2 separate regions of the Gossypium hirsutum genome follow, and region 1 is linked to region 2. The links are chromatin contacts, called in public Hi-C maps. All regions are on one chromosome and are shown on one strand. Each heading gives the region's core, a stretch centred on a gene start, on an enhancer-like site or on the middle of the called end of the contact. The rest is flanking DNA. Distances are from core to core; before and after follow the strand shown.

What was found. A called contact is a pair of places that touch in the nucleus more often than the background predicts.
Region 1: a contact with region 2 is called in a Hi-C map of leaf, with 2.7 times the contacts expected there. The contact joins the promoter of LOC107903819 here to the promoter of LOC107903891 in region 2. A contact is called at or near these places in 5 of 34 Hi-C or Micro-C datasets (callus, hypocotyl and leaf).

The regions. Positions count from the first base shown.
Region 1 is chrD05:51,487,238-51,494,139 of Gossypium_hirsutum_v2.1, reverse strand. It overlaps LOC107903819 (calcium-dependent protein kinase 24), which reads left to right and starts at 4,820. Exons shown (of 8, transcript XM_016829989.2): 1 at 4,820-5,586; 2 at 5,664-5,787; 3 at 5,926-6,069; 4 at 6,143-6,295; 5 at 6,372-6,487; 6 at 6,567-6,734; 7 at 6,827-6,902. The coding sequence starts at 5,053. It overlaps LOC107903820 (ATPase family AAA domain-containing protein At1g05910), which reads left to right. Exons shown (of 11, transcript XM_041092619.1): 9 at 186-251; 10 at 346-592; 11 at 1,473-1,955. The coding sequence ends at 1,855.
Region 2 is chrD05:50,968,623-50,976,173 of Gossypium_hirsutum_v2.1, reverse strand. LOC107903891 reads right to left here and starts at 4,497. Exons shown (of 11, transcript XM_016830072.2): 1 at 4,116-4,497; 2 at 1,882-2,261; 3 at 1,490-1,648; 4 at 1,040-1,127; 5 at 843-940; 6 at 491-583; 7 at 266-409. The coding sequence starts at 2,235. It also overlaps the pseudogene LOC107903890.

The DNA.
Region 1 (6,902 bases), core at 3,571-6,070, 520 kb before region 2:
AATCATCACAATTTTACCAAAAAACTTCTTTATCTGAATGGATACTAATGTTTTAGCAATCTAAAGTCTAAGTCTGAAAATTTGTCAAAAGACTAATGAACATCATTTGTGTTATCTTGTTCTTCTCTTGTTCCTGCCTTTCCACCTTTCCGATGCCTGATTTGCTTTGCTTTCTTGAATTGCAGGCTTATAACGGAGATGATTATAATGGTTCTAGAATTGTTAGTAGAGCTTATGAACTACGGGATTCAGTACGTTTACTCGTTCATTTGCTCTTGAATTTTATTCTCATTATTGGGGCTCATCTTTTTCATTCTTTGCATAACATTTAAAATAAACTTTCAGGTACATGGTATGCTGTCTCAGATGGACCCTTCACTGGTTGCTTATTGTGACAAAATTGCTGCCCAAGGGGGTCCAGCAAATATGCCGGATGGCATAGGTGTGTCTAGTCTCCCCTCAGTACCTGTAGTGCAGCAAGGAACCATCACTCGAGCAAGTGCCCGACTTCGAAATGTCCAGCCAGAGGCCAATCTTCAAAGTTATGAGGCTTTGAAATGGCCAAAAAAGAACGCTGATACTGCCCTTTCAGGTATTTTGATGTCTGTTATGTGTGTATACATAGATTAGCTTAGCCAGCTCTAATGTGGTGTTATGATGAGGTGGGTTTTAGGTTTTAGTTCATAACGAGAATCTATTACTAGGAATCAGATGGCATCCGATACCTGGGTAGGCATATGCTTACATTTTTATTTGAAGGGGCTTTTCCCTCCGAAAAGTTCCACTCAACCTTAATTCTCATTATTTTTGAAGTCACATCTTGGAATCAGTTAGGAATGGGAGTGTACCCATCTACTGGCTTTCAAAGCAGCTGTGCCAAGGATATATTATTAGTATTGTTTTGGTTGGTGATTTCGTTCTTTTAGTGGTAATTTTGTTTGCTGATTAATGTAGAGTATTGTAAAAGTTGAAGGTTTTGATTTATCCTATCATGGAAAGCAACTAGCACTATTTTAGAAATCTAAACTCATCATCCCATTCCATTCTCTAATTCTATTAAGTGTTTAATATGTTATTTTCACTCTTAGAATTCCTCCAACCAAAAGAGTATGATTTGTGTAAACTTATGTTACCTTGACTCTTTTATGTTCTTTTATCATATGCGGTATATATTTGGACACGAGTATAAGAGTATGATCATCTGGAGGTATTGAAGAAATTTTTTTGAGCATACTCGTGTTGGACATATCAATTTTTTACGCATGCCCTTGTTCAGTGAACATAAATGAAAACCATCCTTTTAAGCGGACATCAGCATTGGTAAAGAAAATTATAATCAAATTGTAGTTTCTTTGACCATCCTAGATTTTCTGCAGCATCTGTCACATTTGTATCACTGTTGATTCATTTCAATTATTCATCGGAAGTGTTGCGATTGCTTGACTTGACTCGTCATTTAATTTGTCCTGCAGAAGACAAATTACGGAACGTGGATTCAATACAAACAAAGCTGGCTTCTCAAACCCTAGAGGCAAATGAGAACTGTGAGAGGCTGGAGTCTAGTTTCGGAGATGGAAACCAGCAAGAAACTTGTACAGAATGGTGTGATGTAATTGATGGGAGTGGATCTAAGGAGGCTAGAATGTCGGGTGGCGAGTTTTCTAAGCAAGTAGAAACTGTAAAGCAACTGTTTGTGGAGTGGACGGAAAACTACGGGATTCCAGAGCTTGAAAGACTGTACAGTCGTATTATGAAAGGCATTTTTGAAAGTAGGGAGAAAGGAGTCGGAGATGATCCCAAGCCTTCAATTTTGAAGTTTTTAATACAATTTGCAGAGGACGAGGCAAATTTCTGATCTCATATGTCCTCTTCACATGTTTTTTCTTTTTTTTAATAGGTAGGCTGTTGTCAAGTCGTAATTTTCTCTTTTCAATCATATTAGCCAGTGGAAGCAATCTCTCTCTGCCTCAAGCCTGATATAAAATATATATGAATATCCTCATCATACTCTGCAGTTAAGCAAAATAATGCGATATATGGTTAAATTGTTAAAATATTAATCGTATAAAAGAAATTACAGAATGATATAAAGTTAATTTTTAAATGGATTCTCCTTAAAAATATATACATTATTGAATACATTCATATTTGGGGTGTTTGAAGTTGAACGAGACATCTTCGATGGTTTAGGTATTTTAATTGATCGGGTCTATGATCATGTGAGAATTCAGACAGATAGTCTTGAGGCTATTAAGGTTATTCAGAAGAGTCAAAAGGGAGGATCTAACTCGACTGTGATAAGGAGGATTTTTCACTTATTATCATAGTTTGATCATTGGAGTATTTTAGAGGGGATAATCAGGAGACTGATGGCTTGGTAGCTTGGTCAAGCTAGGGGGAAGCCATGAATTACAAATTTATGAAGTTTCCCCACTTGTTCATTATAAAAAAAAAAAAACTTATTAAATTATGTTTTAATTATTAAAATTTAAAAAGTTATTAATATAATCAATTTGTTATATTTTAATCATTAAAATTGTTAATAATATAATTAAAAGATAGTGTGACATGTTATATAGTCATTTCAAACAAAATTGAAGTCCCTAATCTAGCTATTAACAACTAATCTCGGAAACATTGTACCAAGCCTGGAGGAGGCGCTTCAAAGGTACAAAATCCTTAAGCAGTTGATGTGAAACTTCATTTCGCCAACTAACCTGCAGCAAAATTCTTCTTTATTTTCTCTTCTTTTTCTCTCCTCTCTTTCATAACCCTAGACATTACTAGTAAAATAAATCGATAATAAACGATAGGTTGATCAATAAACTGATCTCTGCTGCAAAATAAACCAAATCACCTGAAAATAACTTAACTTTTGGATTAGATGAACATAAGTAAGGGATGTATATCAGGGCTAAATCTGAGTAAGAAATAAAATTATAGTATTAATCTCAGATTTTTTAAAAAGCCACAGAACATATATATAATTTTAGCTTAATATATACGAAGCTACTTAAATTCAGCAGTTTGTACCTACTTGTTATCTATCTTTCTTTTTTTTTTTTGGATCTGGTACATAAACTTAAAAATTGTGAGTCAAGTTTGTACTTTTTATTGGTACCAGACTAATACCGTATGGGTGAAGCCAAGAATTTTTTTAGGGAGGGTCGAAATTAAATTGTAATTTTTACGATAGTAAAAATGCAATTTCATAATTTTAATAACTTATATCTTTATAATATTTAAAGAATTAAATCAATTTTTTATCATTTTATAGGGGGTCAACGTGCAATTTTACCTTTACTAATTTAAATTTTAAAAATCTTAATTCTTGTGGTTCCGGAGGATCCTACTACAGGAAAACCAGGAATGACAGAGAGCTTTCCCCCCTCTGACTCTTTGGTCTTAAGAATGCTGGTTTTAAGAATGAGTGATTGCCCTTCTCAAACCCTTACTGCCCAACCTGAGAGCGGACAACTAATGCATTCCACTTATTGAACAGGGTTCTATGGTCGGTCCGTGACCCCTAGATACCGAAGGCGTCCTTGGGGTGATCTCGTAGTTCCTACGGGGTAGAGACGATAAGGTTGGTCCATGGATTTTCCTTCATTTTGCCGCATTTTGCTCAAAGGGTTGAAGAGAGATAGTGCATCAAGCTGTTCGCAAGGGCCAACTTGATCCTCTTCCCCAGGGATCCCAGATGGGGGAACCTAGGGGAGCCGCCGACTCCAACTACTGTCCATGTACGATCTGGCCCCTACCAGTCCCCTAGATTCACCTTTAAATACCATTAGATTTTAAGTTGGAAGCCAATAGAATGTTAACACATGTCATAAAATTAATAAAAAATTTCTTGAAAATTTTAAAGAATTAAAAATAGGAATTTTTTTTATATATTTTGTATGCATAATCAACCTGAACATAATGTTGTCTGAAATCATTTGAATTTGGACAACTGTTTATCCGAATTCATTCTGAATGTTCTTTTAGTAATTTTTATTTTTATAATTTTAAAAAAATAATATTACTTTTTTTAAAAAATAAACTCATGCATTTTTATAATTTTTTAAAAATATTTTTAGAATTTATTTTAAATAAAAAACAACCTTTAGAAAACAAATTCATTATTGAAGTCAGAACAAACTAAATTAATATACATTTACCCGACCAAAATTAAATGAAAGTTAGCAATACAAATCACACATTCATGATACGAGTGTAAAAATAAATATATTTATAAAAATTGATATAAAAAAATAAATAAGATTTTAGTTAAAAAGGTAATATTATTAAAAATTATAGTGTCTTAAGTTCCAATCCATTATGTGGGTGTATTCTTATTTTTTATATAAAAAGATAAAAGTATTCTCGAAATAATATAAATTACTTTATAAGAGAATGATATTTGAGTCATTATTCAATTGAGTTAAGGGTAATTAAAGATTTAATAGTATAGATAGCAACTCATTGGAAGCTTAAAAACATTAAATTCTGTTACTTCTAATTTTTTGTATACAATAATTACTTCTGTTACCCTTAAATCAGAAAATTACGATAAGAATGATATAATGTGAGGACAAAAACAAAAAAGATTTGAGATGGAGATAGATATATAAGGAGTGGATATGTAGAAGATTGAGATGCATGCTACAAGTAGTAGAGACTAACATCTAAAAAAAGAAAAGAATTCCAAAATTTGGATGTATTGAAAACCATAATCCACGATATTTTAAACTGTCCTAAGAAAATGTCGGGGACAAATCTAACAAAAACCATCAACTTTCTTCTCAATTTCTTTCAACTTCTCTAATCATAATAATGCTAATCATTTTCATCTTTTTTACAAAAAAAACCCAAATTTAGTGGGTTTTTTTTTCTGTGCAATTTGTTAGGGTTTACAATTTTCCTTCTAAAATATTTAAAAAAAAATTATATTTCTTTCCCGGGATGTTTATGATTCCAAGATGAAACCAAACCAAACATAACAAAATCGATTGCCACGGTTCTCATTGCCGTCGTCGCCGCCATCACCGCAGCCGCCGTCTTCGTCCAATGGGAAGTTGCATATCGGCACCAAGAAAGCTAGTAGGTATAATATCAAAGAGATGCGAGTATAGATACAAAGCGAAAGGGAAGGCGAAAGCAAAAGCTGCACGTTTTTGTCAGGATGGTAATACGGGGAAATGTATAAACCTACGCACTAGGGTTTTGAAGGAATCATCGGGATACAACATCTTGGGAAGGTACAAGATGGGAAAAGAGTTGGGCAGAGGCGAGTTTGGGATCACCAACGAATGTTTCGACATAAGAACGGGCGAAGCGTACGCTTGCAAGAAGATATCCAAAGCCAAGCTGCGGACTGAGATCGACGTGGAAGACGTTCGGAGAGAAGTTGAGATCATGAAACATTTGCCTAAGCACCCAAATATTGTGGCCTTTAGGGAAGCTTTTGAAGATAAAGAAGCTGTTTATCTTGTAATGGAGCTTTGCCATGGCGGTGAACTTTTTGATAGAATCGTCGCTAAAGGTCATTATACGGAACGAGCCGCCGCTAAAGTTGTAAAAACCATTTTGGAGATTATAAAGGTAATGGTTGAATATATAATTTCATGAAAAATAGGAAATTATCTTAGAAACATGAAATTAATTTATAATATATGCAGGTCTGCCATGACCATGGAGTCATACATAGGGATTTGAAACCAGAGAATTTCTTGTTAGCAGATGGAGGTGAAACTGCCCCAATTAAAGCAATTGACTTTGGCCTATCCACATTCTATAAACCCGGTGAGCTTATGTGAACCTAAAAGGGATAATTTCATGAATGCCCCCTGTATCTTGGGGGTTGTTCTATTGTTGACCTTTCACCATCTATGAGTAATTTTCCCCTTTTAACAAAATTAAGAAAATGAATGGAATTGGCAGGTCAGCTATTCAGTGACATTGTTGGGAGTCCTTATTATATGGCTCCCGAGGTTTTAAGAAGAAACTATGGGAAAGAAGTTGATATTTGGAGTGCTGGTGTTATCCTCTATATCATGCTTTGTGGAGTTCCTCCCTTCTGGGCTGGTTGGTAAATTTTAATTCTAGGATACTGTATTTGACATGGTATTGTTGCTAAGAGTTTGAAAGGGAATTGCAGACACTGAGGAAGGCATAGCGCAAGCAATAATAAGAGGAAAGATAGACTTTGGAAGGGATCCTTGGCCTAAAGTTTCTACAGAAGCAAAGGATATTGTTAAGAGAATGCTTGATCCCAATCCTCAATCCCGGATGGCCGTTCACCAGGTTCTCGGTACGTTGTCTTATGTTACATCCATTTAATTATGTGTAAATAAAAATGTAAAATGGGCATGTTTTGTTATATGAAGAACATCCATGGATTCAAAACTTGGAAAATGGTCGAAATGTTGATCTTGGAGAAAACGTGTGTACAAGGATTAAGCAATTCTCGTTGATGAATAAGTTCAAGAAGGAAGTTCTTAGGGTAAGACCCTCCCTACCTCTATGTTTTAATATGCTGCTCTCTTGATGCAAAAATTGTGTTTAGAGGTAAAAACTTGCAGGTGGTAGCAGACAACTTGCCGAATGAACAAATCGATTCAATTACAGAGATGTTCCATATGATGGACAATGATGAAGATGGACAATTATCGTTGGAGGAGCTTAAAGATGGACTTCAAAAGCTTGGACATTCTGTTTATCATCCTGAGGTTCAAATGTTGATGCAGGCAGTAAGTTCTTTTTTAATAATAATAATAATAATAATAATAATAATAATAATAATAATATTGGAATATTATTTACATGAAAATGGTGTACGTAGGCGGACATGGATGGAAATGGAACACTGAGCTGTGATGAGTTTATAATAATGGCGGTTCACCTGCAAAGGATCGGCA
Region 2 (7,551 bases), core at 3,248-5,747:
AAACTCCATTAATCATATTAAATACTCATCCCTTTTAGAACCAAGTTAAGAAGGAAAATTATAAAACTTTCTTGTTTGGAAAATTTTTAGGAAAAAGAGAGAAGGGACAGTGCTTCCATGCAGAACCAAGTTGCTAAGGAGACAAATTGCCCGAAGGCTAAAACTCTGAAGCATTAACCTAGTTTCAGCATTATCATCCAGATTTTTCTTTCTGAGAAAAATAACATCAACAAAGCAACAATAAACAGATAGAAAGTTGGATTACCTGCATACAAACGAGTTTCGAGTCACCTCGGACATGAATGTTCGTATAACCTTTTCTAAGAGCATGTTTCAACCCTAAAATTAGGGCGCGATATTCAGCAGCATTATTGGTTGCTATGCCCAAACCCTCGCGCAATTTGCAGATCTGTTCAAACTCAAGGTTTCCAGCATCATGGAAAGATTTATGTGTGGAAAAGGTCTAATTTTTAAATGGTTAATTGCATACCACATTTCCAGCATCAGTTTTCAATACAGCTGCTGCACCAGCAGGTCCAGGATTTCCTTTTGATGCACCATCAAACTCAAGAGTACAAGATTGCTGCCATAAAGACACAAGTATGGGCATCAAAGCCTATTTTCGGAGCAAAAAAGCATCACTTAATCTTGTTAAATTAATTCAGACACCTTTCTCTCTCTCACAAGAAACACTCTTATGTTGTTTGAGGAACTATATTCAATCATCTTGAATAAAATGATAAAAAAAACAATGTCCTTCAAGACTATCTGTTCAATTCTGTGAATGAAATTAATGTCAATATTCACCAACATAATCAACTGTCACTACCAAATCTACTTACATGACCAGAGGATGTTATTTGAGCTTCAGCATATGGATCCAACTTGACATGCTTTCTCGCAAGATCAGCTACGGCTATTGAACCAAGTGATCCCAGTCCTTACAAACGGTTAAAGGTAAAACACTGAAAAATAATGTCACACCCAAACTTGTTTAATATTAATAATGATGTGCTCAGGGAACATTAAAACTACTAACCTACCCCATACTCTAACTGAAGCATATCCTGTGGTCTCTTTTTGGTTGCATCATAATGAGATGTTTCACCTTTAGAAGAAGCTGGCTCCTGAAACATAATAAATAGAAACATTAGCCTTCAAATCTATAAAAGTCAATGTCTTCACCTTCTCTAGATGGTATAAAACAGCTTTTGTGATACAGTTAACATGTGAAAGAAAGAAACTAATCAAAGAACAAATAGATTGATCATCGATGGCCTCAAAACCTCCAAGCAGATCACATTAATTGGGAGATGCAAGTTTTAGGTGCAATTGCTGTCACAGGAACACATTCAAGCAAAACAGAGACATGGGTGCAGATGCAGAAAAAAAGGAAGACAACATCAAAATCTTTTCTTTTTTTCCGATAGACTTGATCAAACAAACAGCAAATTTGCAGTATGCATAAGGTTTATGCTCAAGGTCTCACCTGAAAAGGGCAGGGCATGAGCGCTCCAAAAATATCCTCTTTCACATCTGCAGCTCTAATAGTGTAGCGAGCATTCTTAAGCCCATAGGAAGAAAGATATATTTCAGTTTCCTTTGTTAAAGCGTAGCCTTTGTAGACACTGACTGGAGGATCACATATCTACTCCAAAAGAATAATAACATGTCAAAGTTAACAGAACAACGAAAAGAAGAAACACAGTATCTAAATTTGAAAGATTACTATGTTATTTGCATTACAATTATGTCATTTCATTGAAATCTAAAAAGCACATAACTATCAATATTGCAATATGGAATAACAAAGTATAGCACAACAATCAGCCTAAAAGTAAATCAACTTTAGGCGACATTAAAAAAAGGAAGAAGAATTACCGAGGATCCAACTTGGGTCTGACAATCAGCAAAGCTCTTGAAAACACCAACAACATCTCCCTTTCTCACTACAAAGAATGCATCTTTCTCGTTTTCCATCACCTGTGGTTGTTCAGGATCAACTTTTTTAGTCCCGGATGTTTTTTTGGTACTACTACTACTTTTCCGGGAAGAGTAACACTGAGTGCGAAATCTTGTCAACAAGAACTCTAGATCCACAGTCTTAACACTCGCGTGCTCAAAATTTCTTTTCCATAAGGGAACATGGCATTGGTTCAAAGAAGTTGAAATGAAATTACCAGTCTTTCTAAATAAAGCTGAACCATAAGCATGCATGTGTGGCAGGCAGTTCATCAGAGAGTAAAATTGCTCCACAGTTCCTAAATTTATAGAGTTAAAACAAATATAAGTTTCCAACTAAATAACTGATATACCGAATATCTGTGTTGAACGAATATCCGTGTCCAACACTCATATAACATATTTGTTAAATAGTATAAAGGTTAGGGCAAAAATTTCCTATCATACAATCCTAAACCCTAACTAAACAAACTTAACAAAAACAATGCCACAACCAGACCAAAATCATTAGCAAAGAATGCTGAATGCTTTACTTTTCTTATTAGTACAAAATGAAACATCAAAGTAACCAAAATCTCAATTTGAAAAGGAATAAGTCAATCGATAAGGAAACATGTAGAAAGCAGGAAGAACCCAAATTTTAATTTCTTTGATAAGCCCAAAGGACAACTAATTCAAACAAGTTCAAATTGATTTTAGTAACTTCATTTTCTATTTGTGCTTTTCGCTTCGGAAAATTATACAAACCCTAGGTCATTAAATCCTACAGTCCCAAAGAAAACAAAGAACCCCAAAAAGGGAGAAAAGAAATCTAGGCTAGAAATCCTAAGGGTCAATCTTGATTTTTCCTATTCATTTCCCAGAATTTCTCAACAATCAAACAGACTTTTTGTAATTATGAATTTCCATTTAGATATCTCACCAGCACTTTTCGTCTCCATCCTAAGTTAATAAAAGATAATTAAAAAATGTTTTAATAAAATTAAAATAAATAAAAAATTGCTTTCATCGGATCAACAACTCAATTAACAATTAAATTATACTTACATGCTCATTAAATATACTGATGCATATATTTGGGAGATAGTCCAAACATATACACATACTGCCATACGAATATACTAAACCCTAATATATGCATATCAAGTGCCTACTGTCAGATCATTAAGAAATATGAAAGACTGATTCTTATGTAAAGCTTAAAATATGGATTAAAACTTAAAGAGAAAAGAAAACCTGTCTATCAACAAAAGTCAATTAATATACTATTGCAAGTATATATGTTTTTTATGATCTTAGATATCATAGTAAACTCCATTAACGAGTGAAGAATCATGTGTAACTCTCACAATCTTGTCTGAGATTAGCGATCTCAAATCATGTGTAATACAAAAGAAAAAGAAAACAAAAGATAGTGCTCTCTTTTATCTTTACTCCGGTTTTGATAAAAATAGAACTTATTCCATGAATCTGAATCCCCCTAAATCTTCATGAATTCGATTTAAAATCCTATAAATTAATGTTTGCAATTTTCTTTTTTATAAAAAATCGGTATTATTTTAAAATCCAATAATAATAATATATTATAATTATTATTCTTATTCTTATTATTGTTGTTATTATTGTTCTTGTTCTTCTTGTTATTGTTTTGTTGTTATTATTGTTATTATTGTTATTATTGTTCTTATTCTTATTGTTATTGCTTACAGATTAACAAACCAGTGCAAAATGAGAGGGAAAGGGAGATTACAGTGGGATCCTCCCTAATGCACCACTGTTTCGTTTGTTCTTTCAGGGATTTTACTTTGGGAAATCAAGGAACTTCAAGATTCTATCAAACTTCAAAGCAATAATAAACGAATTTGTCATTCACATAGCAGAATATACACTGTTATCCCACTTTTTCTCTGTACATTATCATGCTGGAAATTCCAAAGTTCATACCAACAAAATATATATATATCTGCAGCAAACAACTATTTAGTTTGATATTTACATAACATACAAATTAAGCACAAAGGGATAAATGATGGGCCCATAACAGTGAAATGCTCGGTCAGGTTTGCACCCGGCACCCAAAATTAAGTCTAAGCGTAGTTATCAGAGAAATACTGGCAACTTGGAAGGACTGGTGATGATATTTAAAGCCTTACCTGAGTTGGGTTCAAGTTCTCAGTCCTGCCACAACAGTGGAAGAAAGCAACAGAGGAAGCAGAAGACAGGGATTGGGGCTGAAATCAGGTGGGCGCCGGCGACAGAGGAAGTGGGAGACGAAGTGGCCGCCGGAATGGAGACGGCTGTCGACGGAACTGATTTGGGATTAAGGGGGAGGGGAGGGGACTCGATGGGAGGCTGGGAGGTATACCTAAACATTAAAATAATTAAAATATCAGTATTAAAAATTTGGGACGAGCCTGAGCCAAGGTCTGGTCCATTTTGAAAATGGGTTTCGTTTTTTGTAATTTTTTAAACAAACTTTTGAGCCTGATTAAATGGTCCGATGCATTATCAAAAAAATCAACAAAGTAAACAAAAGAGAAACTGTGAAAGGGTTTTGATGAATGAATCCTTAACTTGCTATTTTATTCTGAGACCAAATCCGTTTTTCCAAATAGAGATTACAGTAGTATCATAATTCTATTTACATAACTGCTTTAAAATCTCAACCCGTATCCATAATTGCTTTAAATTTTGAATATCTCTTTAAACCAAAGTATTTCTACTATCCGAATTAAAATATGATTTAATAAAATTATATATGGAATATTCAAATTTAGTAAAGTCAAATAATGGATTCCAATCCATTATTTGTAGAAGTCAAGTAGATCCAGATCACTCCCCAAAATTTTTAGAAATTTTTATTTTTTCCCTTTAATTGTATTTCAAATTTTAATTTACATTATTCCTTTTAATTTTTTTTTAAATTTAAGCTCATCTATTTTTTTTAAGTTTTTAAAAATTTTAATTAGACCTTTAATTTTTTTTAAATAATCTTATTAAACTCCTAAAATTTTAGTCAAACTTCCCAAAATTTAGTCTCAAAATTCATCACTGGTTTGAGGGTTATTTTGTCTTTAATCAATGGTAACATGTGGATTGTAAATTAAATAGTCAAATGTTAGATAGGCTTCGATCGAGTTCATCGATATAAATTTAGTAGTACAATTGGATTCGGGGGAGCTAAATTATAAATAGAGAGAGGGACCCTCTTTTGTAATCAACCATTGAATTCATTTGTAATCCTTCATTAATAAGAGAATACTAATTGAGAGCATTTACTCAAGTACTTGGCGTACTTTTGCTTTATTGTGGTTATTTTGTTCTTTTGAGTTGCTTCCACTATATTGTCGGTGCCTTGGAATAATTCTGCAATAATCCTAACTTTGTGAGTGTTAGGCTGACTTAGGCGCATTTAAATCGAAGAAATCGCTTAAAGCCTAACGAATTGTGAAACAAAAGGTCTAACCCCATGACACTAAGACCATTTTTTTGAAGTAAACTACGATAGAGGTCACCCAATCATGAATGTTTCTTTTTTTGTCACTCAACTATGAAAAGTTAAAAAATGATCACTCAACTATTCAATTTTTTTTTCATCACTAACAGGATAACATATAAATAGAATCACCCAAAAATCTAAGATAGTTAAGTGCACAAAAAAGATAAAATTGAATAGTTGAACGACCATTTTGTAACTTTTCATATTTGAGGGACAAAAAAATCATGGTTTGATGACTATTAATGCAGTTTACTCTAAAAACTTATATAATAAATATATGGCTTAAGTGTGTAAAAAGCACTCAAACTTTTTAAAAGAAAACAATTAGTCATGCTTTGCCAAAATCCATCAAAAAGGCTCTTTGATTATTAATTTTAGCAGTTGACCACTAAAATTAATGGTCCTCCATCATTTTAGTTAACTCTACCAAGTGATGGAAAAATGATGAAAATCAATAAAAATTAAAAAAAATCTAAAAACTATAGAAATTTATTAAAATATAGAAAAGTTTATAAAAAATCATAAGTTTTCCCTTATAAATTAATTGACTACATTTTATAAATTCTAAAGTTATTTTTTGTGTCATGTGTCACATCGTGATTGTGACATGTGTGAAAAAAGATAAAAATTATTAAAATCAATAACAACGATAAAAATACATATATAGATATAAAATTATTAAAATTTTATAAAATATATTAAAAATGTAGAAAAATATTTAAAATTTATTAAAAATATTTCAAAAGTTTTTAAAATCTTTTAAAATTTTGTAAGTGTTCATACAATTTGTAAGACATATAAAAATAATTTAATCATCTTAAACATAAAAAATAGTGGCATTATCTAAATTGCTTACTCCCCACCACAACCATTTTTTAAGTTGTTATTCAATGATGGGGTAGGCTTGGTAGATTTCAGTCCAAGTACTTTGAAATCGTTGGTGATGGAGAAGAAGTTGGAAGCAAGTATCATAAGATTTTGGGGTAGTTCTTCATTATTTTTGAAAAGTGCTTTTGAGAGTGTTGTAGAAAAGTGCTTTTGAGAAGTGCTTTTGAAAAATTTGAGTGTTTGGTATTGCTGTCAAAAAGTACTTTTAAAGAATAAAATGTCCATTTTAGACATGATATTATAAAGTAACAAATATATATTTAAATAATGTTCAAATTAGTTAATATTATGACATTTTAGCAAAAATATAAAAAATAATTTATTATAACTTATTGTTAATATTTTAATATATAATATTAATTTTAAATATTTCTAAGTAATTCATATTAATTATTTATTAAATTTAATTAGAATGTATAAACTATATTTAAATATTTAAATATTATAATTAAATATTTGTAATTAGATATTGACACAATTGTATTATTATAAAAATTATTTTTTTTATTTTTAATTAATGCTTTTAACATATTTGTATTTTTTTATTTTAAAATGTATTTGAATATATAACTCATATTAGATATTAACATAACATAGAAAACATAAACCTAACAAATTAAAATATTACATATATTTAGATTAAAGTTTTAAAAAGGGATAATATTTATATACCAAATATAAATACTAAAAATTTTACAATAGCACTTACAATTTGAATATAATGTGCACTTGAGTTGTAAATCTAGAAAGTGTCTGAACAGAAAGTGTTTGTCAATGGACTTACTTGCCTGAAAAGCTAAACTTGAAGAAGCCAAGGAAAAATGAAAGTATACTACGCACAAACAACAGAATCAGTGCAAAATTTCCACTGGCGGCCAATTGTGAATGTCAAAATATTTGATTCATATGCATGGCTTAATTCTCAAACTTATTGAGCTAAAAAACAATACTTTGAATCAACAAGAAAATGGCAGCTCTGAATCAATGGCAACTCTCATCAAACCATGTATGTCATGCCCACTTGCAAGATATTTATGTGAGGTACACTCATATTTGCCACACCAACTCGACAGTTTCTCCGCAGGAACGCGTAGAAGTAGTTTATGACGAGTTTCTTGAGGAAAAGGGAGTTCTTTTTTGCCCTCACATCTCCATTGGTCAAGAAATAAGTAAATCCTGAATCTATTGCTTGTCGCAGTGCT